Linked DNA regions of Mus musculus: region 2 is linked to region 1. The links are chromatin contacts, called in public HiChIP or PLAC-seq maps. All regions are on one chromosome and are shown on one strand. The core of a region is the stretch at or near the end of the contact, and the rest is flanking DNA. Distances in the headings are between cores, read along the strand shown.

What was found. HiChIP or PLAC-seq counts read pairs in DNA pulled down with a chosen protein or histone mark.
Region 2: an SMC1A HiChIP or PLAC-seq map of the NIH/3T3 cell line shows a contact between it and region 1, with 4 times the contacts expected there. The contact joins the enhancer-like site here to the promoter of Egfr in region 1. A contact is called at or near these places in 12 of 39 promoter capture datasets (the 3T3-L1 cell line, 3T3-L1-derived adipocytes, cranial neural crest and 7 more), 1 of 15 datasets of contacts at CTCF or cohesin (the NIH/3T3 cell line), 26 of 484 Hi-C or Micro-C datasets (the AML12 cell line, B cells, the C3H10T1/2 cell line and 20 more), 11 of 115 datasets of contacts at active chromatin or transcription factors (astrocytes, bone marrow-derived macrophages, embryonic stem cells and 6 more) and 1 of 9 other capture datasets (embryonic stem cells).

The regions. Positions count from the first base shown.
Region 1 is chr11:16,747,581-16,755,496 of GRCm38.p6, reverse strand. It overlaps Egfr (epidermal growth factor receptor), which reads right to left and starts at 3,294. Exons shown (of 28, transcript NM_207655.2): 1 at 2,927-3,294. The coding sequence starts at 3,014.
Region 2 is chr11:16,543,106-16,551,021 of GRCm38.p6, reverse strand. No RefSeq gene overlaps it. Among named protein-coding and RNA genes, the nearest start is that of Sec61g, 39 kb to the right of the region's middle. Within about 2 kb of position 4,046, at least 30 of the 459 cell types and tissues checked have an H3K27ac peak or open chromatin away from gene starts, as enhancers often do. A contact at or near this core is called in the HL-1 cell line and the NIH/3T3 cell line, where this site is marked.

The sequences.
Region 1 (7,916 bases), core at 2,045-4,544:
AGTGGGACTTTCCATCTAATCTAGACCTGGAATGAAAACATAAGCTTCTTGGATAGAAAGCCAGTACTGGGCTTCCCAAGACCCAGTCTTCTGAGAGACAGACAGACAGACAGACAGACAGACAGACAGACAGTCTTGAGAAGCCTTTGGAATCCCCTTCAAGTTGGTTCCACCTCCAAACTCCACTGCCTTATTCAGGCTGAGGGTCCCTTCTCTCCTCATTTGCTCTGCACAGGATCTTTTCCAAAGAAGCGCCTTCTCCTGCCATCATGGTACAGGTGGAACTTGCTCAGCAAGTCCAAGCTAATACCTTGCCCATATTTTGTTTTAGTGACAACATTGCCCCCATCAAAGGCAACCCAGGAGACCACAGCATCCATGAACAGGAAAGTAGGCCACTAAACAAGCAAGCTTCAGATGGGGACTGATTTTTCAAATGCCTGTTTCCTGGTCCTTATCCTTCTAGCATCAGAACTGAGTCATTTACACACCTAACCTAGCCTGGTCCTCCTACAATAAGGTAGTGTAGTTTGGAGGTGGAAGGAACTTGAATCAATTTTGGCATCACTTCTTAACAGCTATGGGGGAAAATCACTACACTTCTCTGTGCATAGGTTCCCCAAACAGATGATGAGAATCACCTCTCACTACATGCAATGTGAGGACTGACAATGCACTGAAAACAGAGTCTAACTGTCTTCTGCTTTGATGACATTTACATATGGTACCATAGATTTGGAGGGAAGGATAAACACCCTACCTCAACTAAGGGAGCCAGTCTGGAACAAAACTGACCAATTAAACAAACAAATCTTTTATCAGCCTGTTGCAGAAAGGGTGTCTCACGTTTTCAATAATCTGTCCTTTAGAACTTAGCCTTTTTACGTTACTTTGACAGATAAATATTTGCTTGCTACCTTTCCTGCTACACCCAGAAGCATTTGGCTTTAAGTGAATATCATACAAACAGACAGATGAAGTGGCATTTTTATTTAACCGAAAACAAATCTCCAACCACTAACAGTGTTCATAACAGTAACACCTAACAGCGAAGAAACACAGAGTTAAGCTGAGACAACTGGTGTTCTACAGGGGCTCTAAGGGAAACTGAAAACTAGGGGAGGGAGTCCTATGGGTAGGCACAGATGCCAGGCAACTGACCGATGGGGCCTGGAGCCCTTCAGCTAAGGAAGGTAGGAGAAAAGCTCCACAGTGCTCCATCCCATCTGTGAAAAAAGCAAGCCCTCTTTACCGACTTTATCCCTGCTATTTCCTGTACTGCAAGATTTCCCAGACTCCTGCTCGTTAGAACCGTCGTGGTAGTCTTCCTTTAGATGTTATCAATTTTTCATTTATGCTAGCGAGTCTCAAATCAAATGCTACAAGAGTTTTGAAAATTCTAATTCTCAAGATCGACCCGTGAAATCTGAGTGTATGGAGTGGTAGCTAAACAACGGAGGAGGGGTGTAGTTTGTTTTGCTTGTTGATTTTTAAACCCAAATGATTTCATTGTGTAGTTAAGTTTGGGAAACTGAGCCTTACACCCCCTCCAACAAAAGTGCACGGAGCACCAACCCCCAAGTCCAACTTGGATGCGGATGACATCAACAGCAAGTGCAGACCTGACTCCTGGAACCCGAGCGGCTGGATTTTGAAATTGTGCAATTAAACCTTCCGAGGCATGTTTCTCGTGTCAAGTGGGTTTATGGTCGGATAGTCATGAAGCCAGACTTGTTCATGTTCCGTCTGGACAGTTGGCATGTGTGATCCATGGACATCAATGTTTCTTTTTAATTAGGGGTTATATTTTAGTTGGCCAAATATCAATCACTTGGGGGGGGGGAGGGGTGTGGAAGGAAAGAAAAGAAAAAGAAACCCAAGAGGGAACGTCTCAGCTAACAAGTAAGAAAGTTTGCTACCGGCCTCATTTTGAAACACCAAGGGTGCACTACACCCAAGGGCCCAGCTGTCACAAGGAGGTCAGCCATCCATTGCAAAGGCAAGTGATGCTGCAGCAGCCCAAGCTTCTGGGAAAGGGCAAATTCAGGGATCCCAGGGGAAGTAGCCACCCCGCAACGCTAGCTCCAATCTGGCATGGAGCCTTGGTCCCCAACCAGTGCACCTAGCCTGGCAAGTCTCTGGCATGCTCTATGCCTAAGAGGCGGAATCGACCCACCCCACCCGCCACCCCCACGCCCTCCTTTTTTTTTTCCTAGTGAAGAAGCAAATGACCACTAACACCATCTCTTCCCAGAAGTCCTAGGTGGTTAGTGACAGAGAGATCTCCACACTTCCAGGTCATTGCTGCAACTACACACCCGCGAAAGGGCAAGCCAGAAATCTGCAAGCTACATTGGGACTCAGGCTACCAGGTCCTGAGAGTACCCTGCTGGAGAAGAGAGGAGTTGAGGGAAACCGCGCTCAGGAAACCGCGCGTCTCAGAGGTTCCGACCTTGACCAGGGGCGCGTTGGTTCGCACTCCAGTCCCTCAACTCTCACACTGAGCGGGTGGGACACACCCGACCCGCTTGAGGATCCGGGGTCCCTCCGCTCTCCCTGACAGTACTGGGCGCACGTGCGCCAATGCCCGGCGTCCCGCGCTGTCCCGCACCACGTTTCTGCTCCGAACGCCTACTGAGCGCAGGAAAGTGAGGCAACTAAGTTGGCAGCAGTCAAGAGCCCCGGAGCGCACAGCCGCGGCTCCCACGCTGCCCTGGCAGCCCCTCTGCTCCTAGCCCAGTCTCCCTTCCTTCGGCGGCCCCAGTCTCGCCCATTCCAGACTCCGTCCAGTTCCTCCTATGGTCCCGGCCGCCTTTGGGAGCCAGAAGAGGAGGAGCGGGCGGCTGGGGACTTAGAGTCCCGAGCGGAGGTTGGGACTGGGCGAGCTAGCTCGCAGGGGGCGCGGGCCGGTGGGACACGCCCTTACCTTTCTTTTCCTCCAACGCCCCACCTGCGGCGCAGAGCGCGGTCAGCAACACCAGCAGTGTGGTTCTCGCGGTCCCTGAGGGTCGCATCTCTGACCGGGAGAGGTTGGCTCTGGCTCTCCGGGATTAATCCGAGACAGACGGAGTCCCACGGTTGTGCCCAGTGACTGCGCCGGCAACGACGAGACCCGGACACAGGCTCGCGTCCAGGTGACCTGTCGTCTGTCTGGGAGGCGGTAGCCTCCGGGACTCGATCCAGACGCCCTAGCCCAGGAGGAGCGCACAGTGCGGGAAGAAGAGGAGGGAGGCTGCTGCGCGTTGCGCTGGGGCTGCCCAGACGTCTAGTTAGCTCGGGTCGGGACTGGGGGAGGCTGGGCGGGAGGAGGAGGGACTAAAGAAGGAGGAGGGATCCAGAGGAGCGAAGAGGAGGAGAATGTCAGGAGAGAGGAAGCGCTCTCCGCGAGGATCGAAAGCAGGCAGTGACCGGAAGGTGGTGGTGGATGGCCTTGGCCACCACTAGACAAGGCTCTGGGGGCGAGTTCTGGCTGTGTGCAGCGGGTCAGTGGGTGGCCTTTGGAGTTAATTTCTGAGGGGACTCCGCTCCGCTGCATTTCAGGACCTAGGAAGTCCAGCCAATCTATGCCAGGGTCCCCTCCTTCCTTCCCTCTGTCTCCCACCTTCTTCCTTCCTTTCTTTCAATTAACCAAACAACTCTGGACCACCTCGGTTACAAACTGTCCAACCACAGAGCACAGGTTGGAGAATAACACAGGTGGGGACGCTGTTCACGTATTCTCCATAACTTCTCCAGGATCTCAGAAGGGTCAGGCTGACTTGGCAGCAGTTTCCAACAGCACAGGCAGAGGCGGGTGCCTCAAGTCTGAAGTGGCACTAAGAAGTCCAAGGGTCCTTCAGATCCCATCAAGAACCCTCCATGTCTTCTGAAAGAAGGGCAGCCAACTCCTGACACTTAGAAGGGCCTCAGTATATTTGCTGGATGAAAGCATGCATGTTGAAGAACATGGCATTTTCTACACCTGGAGCCAGTCTGGAGTGCTTGAAAAGCAAAGCAACGTACACATGAGGCAAATTCCTCCACAAAAGCAGAGACTTGACATAACAGCAGTGAACAAATCTTTAGAGCAGTTAGCATCCTCTAGTGACCTCAGCTAGCCCTGCCGCACATCAGGAGGCAAATTGCCAAGTAAGTTCACTTAGAATTTGACCAGTAGAAATGTGTCCCTGAACTTCAGGACCCACAACTAAATTCCTTCAGCAAAGACCAACCAATGTCCCTACTTCTTAGCTATCAGAGGAATGTCCCCTGCTTCCATTCAATCCAAAGTCTCTGAGTTTTTCACAAAATCACTTGGTCCCCTAATTTAGGCCCCTTTGCTGTGGGTGTCCTTGTTAGCAGAAGTCATGGCTAACCAGTGAGGCTCAGTCCAGCTTTTTCCATGCAGCCAGAAAGGAGGCATTCCGGACTTTTCGTCCGCACCCTGCAAAGTCAGGGCTGCTGCCCAAGTTTTGTAGGTGGCGTCTTGAATGGGAACACGTCACCCAGCCTGTGCAGGGACCCTCATCACAACCTGAGACCTTCACTGAGAAGTAGAGCGGGGTTTCTTAAACTTTTCCCACGGGCAACCTCTTTTCATAGATGCTTTTTATGTAATCTTGGGATTTTATATAAAATAGGTGTTCAAATCAGACATCGACTAATGGTAGATCCTAATGCAATGTTAAGATAATTTTTGGCATATATATGACTTTACCACTTACTAAAGATTAAGGCAAATTTGCATACCAATGAGATTGATTTGTTTATTGTTACAAAAAATTAGGTTTTGAATGAGTACTTGAAGCTGTGGAATGTAGAACATCTGTAATATTGTTCAGAGTTAATTAATATTTTGATTTACAATTCTCAAAGCATGAAACAGAAAAAATATATTTAGGGTCATCTTGGAAATTTCATCCTAATCCTATGTTAAAATTCTGTTACCTTTTTATAAAGAGACTTAAGACATTGATTTTAAATATTAAACATTCAAACACAATATAATCCAAACATAACCAAACATACTCATTTGAAGCTCCTATGCTAAGGAATGATGGTAGGAGAATATTAAAAATGTCTTGTTCTCTGTATTATGACATTATTATTCTATAAGAGAAGACAATTGTATGTGATAAGTAAAACTTTTGCAGCCATACCATATGGTAGTCTTGCATCTGAACTGAGTTTCGATGCAGCACTTCTTGGTACTCCACGGTGTAACAGCATGCACAGAGCAAAGAGTGAATAATGTGTGTATAGAAGCAAGACCACTGTGAAGTGCAATGCAGCACTGTGAAGCTCTGCCAGAAACACCTTAGTGTGTTTAGAATTTCTGGATTAAACTTTTATTATTGCACATTCAGAAAAATTTTACTGTTTCCGAGATTTTTGTACCTACTTCCCAGGGACATATGTGGGAGGGGAGCTTAGGTGTCAGTTTTCTGCTGTATGTTCCAAATAGGAACTTAGGGCAGTTTTTAAAGTAATACAATAATAAGGGGTGATTAGAAAAAGCCAAGCAAGAAATATAACAGTAGAACACAAAATGAAGATGGAGATGAGTTTTTTTTTAATTTTTTTTTAAGATTTATTTACTTATTATATGAAAGTACACTGTAGCCGTCTTCAGACACTCCAGAAGAGGGAGTCAGATCTCATTACGGATGGTTGTGAGCCACCATGTGGTTGCTGGGATTTGAACTCCGGACCTTCGGAAGAGCAGTCGGGTGCTCTTACCCACTGAGCCATCTCACCAGCCTGGAGATGAGTTTTTAAAAGTCTGTAGACAGTGATGATTCCCATGTTCATGTTTCCAGGACTGGAACTCTGGCTTAAAATGTATTTTCTATCAAGGGATATGGTCAGTGGCACAAGTCATAATGAACACATAGTAAAGTAGAAATGATAATGATAGCTACAACTGATTTTTAAGAATAGTCAAGATTCTCTCTATGTTAAGAAGCAACAGCACTCATACGCTGATGGTTAGAATAACCCTTGGTGTGACCTTCTGGCAGTTACTAGAACATCCCTCAATATGGCCCCATGATAGAACATCCTTCAGTGTGACCCAACTACAATCCGCCTCCTAGAAACAAAGCCTCCTCAAGATCATCACCAAGAGATCAGTGACACTGAAGTTACAGAGCACAAAACTAGGAGAGGTTCTATGAAATATGCTTCCCTTTTGGTCACCTACATGAGGATCTTCTGCATGCACTGTGTAATCTTCTGGGCTTTAACTGTGAAGAGTAACGTCAGGATGAATTTGTACTCATTGGCAAGTACTAGAGTTATTGATGCTTATGTTAAATAAAAGTGATCTTGAGCCAGGCGTGGTGGCTCACGCCTTTAATCCCAGCACTTGGGAGGCAGAGGCAGGAGGATCCCTGAGTTTGAGGCCAGCCTGGTCTACAGAGTGAGTTCCAGGACAGCCAGGGCTATACAGAGAAACCCTGTCTTGAAAAACCAAAATAAATAAATAAATAAATTAATTAATTAATAAAAATTTTAAAATGTGGTCTTGGTAGGCTGGCAGAAATGACTTCTTTTGGAAAGAACAGAGGAGCCTTGCATAGCCAGAGCTTTGCACACAGGCCCTGTGGAAATTAATTGAAGGAACTACTTGGTACTTCCTACACTTGGTATGGGTAACCCAGATGAAATGTGTGCCAACATTCAGCAAGGACTCAGAGAGTTCTTTATCCTCTCTAAACAACAACGTCACCTGTCCATAATAAGATAGAAACAAATAAGTTGGCACACGGATCATCAGATATACTGACATCTCACCGGAGTTCAGCAGAGTCTGGAGTGCTGCTGCCCCTCCAGAATGGTGTAGTAACACAGAGTATTTCATCTGGGTTACCCATACCGAGTGTAGGAAGTACCAAGTAGTTCCTTCAATTACTCTCCACAGGGCCTGTGTGCAAAGCTCTGGCTATGCAAGGCTCCTCTGTTCTTTCCAAAAGAAGTCATTTCTGCCAGCCTACCAAGACCACATTTTAAATTTTTATTAATTAATTAATTAATTTACCTACAGTGTGTCCATCATTACACAACAAGATGTTTATTCTCTGCCACATACACTAACAAGCAATTTTTCTGACAAATGGCTACATTAGAGGCTTTTGAGTGTGGTATGTTGAATAGGAGTTTACTCTTCTCTAAGAGTGACATGAAATTGATTTTCCAGAATTCTCGGATGTCATGGGAAGAAAGACAAGTTGTGTCTTCAAGTGAATCTGAGGGAGGAAAAACAAAGCAGAAGAACAGATCTCAAAGTTTGCAGACATCTTAAAAAGCAAATTCTGGACCTCGCTAAGAATGGAGTGGGCTGACTCCAGAGTATAATGTATTTCTCAGGAGGGTTTTTGGTTTTTTTTCCTCATAGGAACAGTAAATGCTAAGGGAAATTATGAGTCAAATTCTAAAATTATGAAAAGATGTGCTCTTCTAAAGTTTTCATTTAAAAGTATATATAAGCATATAATATTTTTATGGATGTGTTTTAAGGATACCCAAGAATCTGGTGACAATTTGCATCAAGGGAGCTGCTGGGTGTTGAGGGTTAGAGGGAGAGTTATTTTTTCATTGTTTGTCCCTTTACACACTTAGAATTTTGTCCTGTGAACCCAAGGGTCATTACCCACAGATGATCCCTGCTGACATTTAGCCTTAGGATAGCAGGCTCTGCTGCTTTTCTGGGCCTTGTGTTCATTATTGTTGGGTCACCTGACTGAGTGACCATCCCATGAGGGAAAATGCTGACACAAAACTGTTTTGTAGCTAAGATCGGGGGGGGGGGGCGGGGGGGTAATTTCATGAAGCGTAATAAGGCAAGCTGCTGAACAAAGTAAAGAGTCAATGTGTCTTAGACCATCCACTAGAGAAGTGGGTTAGAAAAACATATTTCTCTTCACAAATCTAGCACT
Region 2 (7,916 bases), core at 2,797-5,296, 210 kb after region 1:
AAGTTCAGAATTAAGAGGGTAGCTAAGAAACTCTAGATCCTTACAGACTGCAGATTCCTGGCCATAAACTTTGTCATCACGACAGATGTTCTCAGCTCTCCAGACCTCCGTCCTGTGTGATGACCTCTCTGTGTGCAGCTCAGAAAAATATCAAGCTGAGGCAGGATGGAGAGGATGACGTTCTCCTACCAAAAATATATCCCAACTCTCCCCTAATTAGGAGCTCGGTGAAAAACAGGCATTTTCAGTGTCAACATTGCAGGGATAATGGAGAAAAATGTTTTGGAATGTTACCTTGGTTTGCATAATTCTGAAAAAACAAAACAACATGTTTCCAGAGTGGTATTCTGATACGGCTCCTTAGTAACCCAACCTTGTTTGTGAAGAGTGATTGACATGCAGCTTGGTGCCTACAGAGAGTGGAAAGGGAAAGGAGGCATCAACTCACACAACTAATGTAATGCCACCAGCCAAATATATCCTAATATTGAAATGATTCCTCCAAGGAGAAATGCAATGTCACTTCTTTCAATTTAGATAAATACAATGTAACACATTCAGGCTCACCATGACTCTGTTGAGTAAGAACTCTGCAAGGAAAAGATCTTCATAAGCTTAGTCACCAATGGACAACGGCAGTTATCCTTTAAAATACCATTGATAAAAACTTAAAATGGATGCTTGATCCAGATCCAATGTAAGAGGAGGTAGTAACCTGGTGTCCTTGAAATATCTATTTATTTTTTAAAGATTTATTATTTAATTGTGTGTGTGCGTGGTTTTGTGTATGCGAGTGTAGTTGTCAACTGAGACTAGAAGAGGGTGTTGGATACCTTGAAGCTGGAGTTATATTCAGGTAGTTGTGAGCCCTGCTGTTGTAGGTTCTGAGAACTGAGCCTGGGTGCTTTGCAAAAGCAGGTAGACATGCTCTTAATTGATAAGCCATCTCTCCATCCCTTATGCATGTATTTTTAATCTTTTATAGAACTTTTCCAGAAAGATTGAAGACTCTGCTTGAAAAAGAATCAAGAAGGATGGCCAATGGCAGTAGTTCCTTCTCCAAGAAGGAACCCCTCTAGCAGACCATAACTGCATGTTTACTCCCACCCAAGAAGGCAGATTAAAGCCCAGCTGTTATGCTCACACCAGGGCACTATCAAAATGCCTTTCTAGCTATGTCATGACTGTCAAGCTATGTTATACGTCATACATCAAGGAAGTATGAACAAGGCTTCTGATAATCACACTTCACAGTCATCTTGCCAGCTACCCTCATGATGTATTACAGTTCTGAAGAAGGCTCCACAAACTATTGGTTTTAATAATCATGACAAAAGAGATTTATCTTTGTGAAGACAACTCTGCAAAGAGATACTTAGCTTTCTCAGTGCCTTGGTGAATTCTTGGGCCACATCATGAAATAGCCTCTCCTTTTACCAATAAGCAACATAGAAATTGCACAGTTATCATTTAATTGTAAAGCAGCAGATTAAACACTGCACCTTAAACAGTGAATTTTCACAGTCAACCTAGAATTCTTACATTTTTAATTTTAAGAATATGCTATATGTTGAGCAGAGTCTCAGTAAAGATTTGTGCATTGATTATTGGTCTAACTTATTTAGAGTTTTAAAAATGAGAATATTAGAGCAATAAGTATTTTGAATATATGTAAATATATATTGTTTATAGAAAACTAAAATAAAATATAGGTTCTAGAAAATATATTGTATCATTTGCAAAGAGCTTACACAAATGAATTCATTTTATAGAAAAATATCTCAAATATATCAATGCGAAGCAGAGACAGAATGTCACATATCAATAAAGAACAGTTATGAAGGCCAGTATCTCCCACACACTAATCAACTGCAAACTGTTATTACTAGGGAGGACAACTTACCCCAAAATAAAGCATGATAACAAAATTATTATTGTTTTTGTTACTTTAGTATTTATCCACAAAACACACGTCAGAATCCAGTGATAAATAGACAAGTATTTTTCTTTTTCAGAGAAGTCCTAACCAAGGCTTCTCAGTATTCACAGAGAATTGAGGAGAAAATGTGATTTTTGTATAAGAGAACACATAATATTTAATAAAGGCACCATAAGGAAAATAAATGGAGTATGGCCTTCCAGCCTGAGTGTATCTTTTGGAAGAAAAGGCACATCCTTTCTACATGGTTTGAAGGAGAGAATAAAAGCATGTCCAAGAGAGAGAACAAAATTATTAGTTCTCCAAGCTCCTCCAATATTTCAGTTATTTTAAGAAACAGGGACACTGCTTGATGGGGTGTTCTACAAACAAAAACTTAGAGTCTTCTAATGGCTTCTCCGTAATACCATGAAAAGTCATTCATAATATCTATTTGTGTGCATACTGTTTTAAGAAAGTAAGATTATTTGGTTATTATTTCTTGGTTTAAGATGATGCAAAGAATGACAATTAGGAATTAACATAATAGAGAGCCTAGAAGTAATCACACACACACACACACACACACACACACACACACACACACACTGATAATGATGATGATAAAAGTGGCCTTAAGTAACAGTATAGAAATTAGTCTTTTAAATATTTAAAAGACAGAACTGGGTAGCTATATAGAAGAACCATGAAAGTCATTATTCACTATCATAAAAATTATAATTATAATTATAAAATTATAAGTTCCAGACAGATTTATATGTGGAACTAAAATAATGATGGTTTTCTGGGATAATAGACAAAAATTTCAAATCCTCCTAAAGATCTTACACAGACACATATGTATCTAGTGATAAACCTCTAAAGCCAGAAAAGGAGTAATGTTTAAACATAGCAAAAGTATGACTGTTGGCTATCTATAGTCACCATCCCTGAACTACTACTGTGTGCATATATTTTTAAGTGAACTTGTACAGATACCTCCTCCTGCCGTCAGTGCTGGGGATCAGACCCAGGGCCTTGTGCATGCGAGGCAAGCACCTTACCACTGAGTTATATCCCCAGTACCTCAAGCATATTTTTGGCTCACAGTATTCTATATGATGGGGCTCCAAACTCATTACTTAAATCTTTGATTATGTCGAGAGAACCCCATCTTCCCAGTTATGTTACTTATCAAATCAGAACTCTTCTGTGTGGTTTTCCTCTAAGAAATCTATCCCCGCTACACAGAGAAGTGAATGGCATACTCTTCTTTGTTCATACTACACAGTGGTCTTTTTCAGCTATCTTGACATTGGACTAGTAAGTGGCTCAGCTTCTTTCAAGTCTGAACCCAAAACACTCAGCACAATTTCTAGAATGATCGTTAGATGCTATGCATCTTATTCAGCTGTTCCAGTACCCCTGCCTTCCCTCACTCTTTCCAAACACAGCACATACTACTTTCTGATTGATGTGGCATAATCAACACAATTTTGAGAATCCCTTGTCTCTTGAAGTTCTTTACACAATGACTTTTCCTTGGGATCTTTAATCATCTGCTCAGGAAAATTTAAAGAGACATAGCAGTGATACTGGACCAGATGGTCATTAACCCTGTATTTATGCACAGAGCCAGCTTTGCATTTGCAGTTTTATCTTCTCTTTCTAAATTACTTTGGAACCACTAACTAATGAAGTAAAGGGGTTGGGAGTGTGTAATGATCAAATAATGTTTTAACAAGAGGGTAGAGGGGGGGGGGGGAGGGAAACACTGTGCCACATTTCATGTTAGCAGGACGTGGTTCTAAGAAGGTGATTCTTCCATAGCTTGACATGTTATTGGCATGTAGAAACTAATTAAACTGATTACATTATAAACATCGCCATTTGTGTTTATGTATTTGTCTCTGACAGAAAAAGTGTCAAATATTAATTCTGATCTTAAATGAAGGCCTTTAGTGACATTTACTTTTCTGATCTGCATAGCCAAGTTAAAGTTTATATAGTTCTTTATTAAAGCCAAAAGAAATATAGGTTTGAGTCAAAATTGCTTTTATGACTCCCACACGAGGAGCCCAGGCTGAGTTCATAAAGGCGAGGCAGGTCCCAGGGGCACTGCTGTTAAATATGGAAAACTATTTCCTTTTCTGGAGCCAGGCTTTGACAACAATAAGATTACACCGGGCACCACACAGTGAAGAACTGGGATCAAACATCTTCAGATGAACCCAACTACCTCCAGGATTGCAGTTTTTAATGCCTCCATGTCTGTCCAGAAACAACAGAGAAATGAGCCCAATGTAAATGGTGAATTAACATGGTTTTACAATGTTAGGAAAAGTATCAAATAACATAAATCCCAGAAAATGAAGGGAGACTCAAGGGTAAATGAAGACGCAAAGAAAGTTTCAGAAAAAAGCCAGGAATATTTCTTGGGAGTTATAACCACTGTGCCCTGGCTGGGAGTCAACTTGGCACTAACAGTCAACTGCAGGAATGATTCACTTGGCTGGGAGAGAGGTGCTGTGTGTGAGTCCATGTGAGCTATGAGCACTTTTGATCTCCCAAAGAAGAGATGCACGAATCCTCACATCACTTAGCAAAAAGGACTGTGCACATCACTACAATGCTGCCTTGGAGAAAACTGTGCAAAGAATTGGCCTGAGACAAAGAAGACAATGTACTGAACGCCAATCCTCATGAGCATCATGGAACATCTGTGCCCGTCTTCCCTTGGAGAGAGTTGGCAATGTTACAGTTGACTCTGGAAAATGAACTTTGAAAAACCTTTCATCACAAGCAGAAGCATGTGGCACATACATTGTGTGGGACATTTGAATTCAGAGACATAGAAATGAGTGAGTCCTTAAGGTTATGCCAGAAACCTGCCACACGAAACTTCTTGATTAACACATTTTGGAAGTGAGTTCATGTGAGGTACATGTATGGGTTTATTAGGGTTGAAACAATTTCAGTATTGTATGGCACCTCTTTACTGATCCTCAAATGGGGCAATGATGAGATGTTTCAGCACCATCGGGAAGCCTGAAACCTGTCTCTGTGTTCCATTTACCCACCGCTTCATCAGTTGTGCCTCATGGTGCTGAGAACCACTCTCGTCTCCCTTTCCCGGTGCCCACCTTTAGCATTGCTGAACAACACTGTCAGTGTTTACAAGCTGACCCTTGTCAGGATAGTATCTAAAGTGCTAACCTTTCCAGAACTTAATACTTTTATTTAAATTTATTGTTTATTAAACCTATTATTTGTGTAAATGTATAAATGTGTATAATAGCTTCTGATCATTCCCATTTCCCTTCCCACCTCTGACTTCACCAAGATCTCTGCATGACCCCCTCCCAACTTTACTTCCTCTTCACTTTTCCTTAATAAGCCACCGTGTCAAATGAAGGCTGACATATGCATGTGTGCAGCCTATGAGATGCTCACACCACCCATGTACTGCCAGTAGCTGCTCAGCCAGAGGCTGGCCTTGTGAGCCATTCTCCAACGAATACTAACAAGTTGACCAGATTGGTCTTAATTAGATCTTGTACAGGCAGCCAGTATTGCTGTGGACTCAAAAGTGCAATTGTTCTATTCAAGACGTTATTTTACAACTATCCTCCCTATGGTCTGGCTCTTACAATCTTTCTCCCATCTCTTCCGTGACCCTCCCTAATCCTTGTTTGTAGGGTAATATAAATGCTACTTGTGGTTGAACATTCCACAGTGACTTATTCTCTTCAGTTTATCAGTAAAAACAAAAACAAACACAAAGCTGACTCCTTTTGTTATCTAGATTGTTTATTTTCTGAATATGCTAGTTCAAAATTTATTATGACACTCCTAGGCAGATAATCAGGAAAAATGTCAGAGTTGGCCTGTAGTGGTGAACTGTACAGCTCTGTAAAGATGTGTCTGCCAATGGAACAGAATTGAAGACCCAGAGATGAATCCACACACCTATGGTCACTTGATCTTTGACAAGGGAGCTAAAACCATCCAGTGGAAAAAAGACAGCATTTTCAACAAATGGTGCTGGCACAACTGGCGGTTATCATGTAGAAGAATGCGAATTGATCGTTTTCTATCTCCTTGTACTAAGGTCAAATCTAAGTGGATTAAGGAACTCCACATAAAACCAGAGACACTGAAACTTATAGAGGAGAAAGTAGGGAAAAGCCTCAAAGGTATGGGTACAGGGGAAAAATTCCTGAATAAAACAGCAATGGCTTGTGCTGTAAGATCAAGAATCGATAAATGGGACCTCATAAAATTGCAAAGCTTCTGCAAAGCAAAAGACACCGTCAATAAGACAAAAAGGCCACCAACAGATTGGGAAAGGATCTTTACCTATCCCAAATTGGATAGGGGACTAATATCAAATATATATAAAGAACTCAAGAAGGTGGACTCCAGAAAATCAAATAACCCCATTAAAAAATGGGGCTCAGAGCTGAACAAAGAATTCTCACCTGAGGAATACTGAATGGCAGAGAAACACCTGAAAAAATGTTCAACATCCTTAATCATCAGGGAAATGCAAATCAAAACAACCCTAAGATTCCACTTCACTCCAGTCAGAATGGCTAAGATCAAAAACTCAGGTGACAGCAGATGCTGACGAGGATGTGGAGAAAGGGGAACACTCCTCCATTGTTGGTGGGATTGCAAGCTTGTACAACCACTCTGGAAATCAGTCTGGTGGTTCCTCAGAAAATTGGACATAGTACTACCGGAGGATCCCGCAATACCTCTCCTGGGCATATATCCAGAAAATGTCCCAACCAGTAAGAAGGACACATGCTCCACTATGTTCATAGCAGCCTTGTTTATAATAGCCAGAAGCTGGAAAGAACCCAGATGCCCCTCAACAGAGGAATGGATACAGAAAATGTGATACATTTACACAATGGAATACTACTCAGCTATTAAAAAAATGAATTTATGAAATTCCTAGGCAAATGGATGGACCTGGAGGGCATCATCCTGAGTGAGGTAACCCAATCACAAAGTAACTCACACAATATGTACTCACTGATAAGTGGATATTAGCCCAGAAACTTAGGATACCCAAGATATAAGATACAACTTGCCAAACGCATGAAATTCAAGAAGAACGAAGACCAGAGTGTGGACACTTTACCCTTTCTTAGAAATGGGAACAAAACACCCATGGAAGGAGTTACAGAGACAAAATTTGGAGCTGTGACGAAAGGATGGACCGTCTAGCGATTGCCATATGCAGGGATCCATCCCATAATCAGCTTCCAAATGCTGACACCATTGCATACACTAGCAAGATTTTGCTGAAAGGACCTAGATATAGCTCTCTCTTGTGAAACTATGCCGGGGCCTAGCAAACACAGAAGTGGATGATCACAGTCAGCTATTGGATGGGTCACACGGCTCCCAATGGAGGAGCTAGAGAAATTACCCAAGGAGCTAAAGGGAACTGCAACCCTATAGGTGGAACAACAATATGAACTAACCAGTACCCTGGAGCTCTTGTCTCTAGCTGCATATGTATCAAAAATGGCCTAGTCGGCCATCACTGCAAAGAGAGGCCCATTGGACTTGCAAACTTTATATGCCCCAGTACAGGGGAACGCCAGGGCCAAAAAGGGGGAGTGGGTGGGTAGGGGATTGGGGGGCTGGGTATGGGGGACCTTTGGGATAGCATTGAAAATGTAAACGAGGAAAATACCTAATTAAAAAATATATATATATAAAAGAAAAGAAAAAAGAAAAAAAAAGATGTGTCTGCTTTTATAGTTGCTGTTAGGCTACCATTTGTAATCTAGATCAAAGGAAAATTAACAGAGAATTATGACCCTGTGGTTTCTATCAACTATTAGAACTATTACTAAAGCTTATTTAATAAATGTTAAAAATTGGCAGCAATAAAATGTCTTTCAATTTGTGGATATATAACAAAGTATATATCTAGCTAATGAAAAATTACTCATCAATAAAAAGAGTATATGTAGAA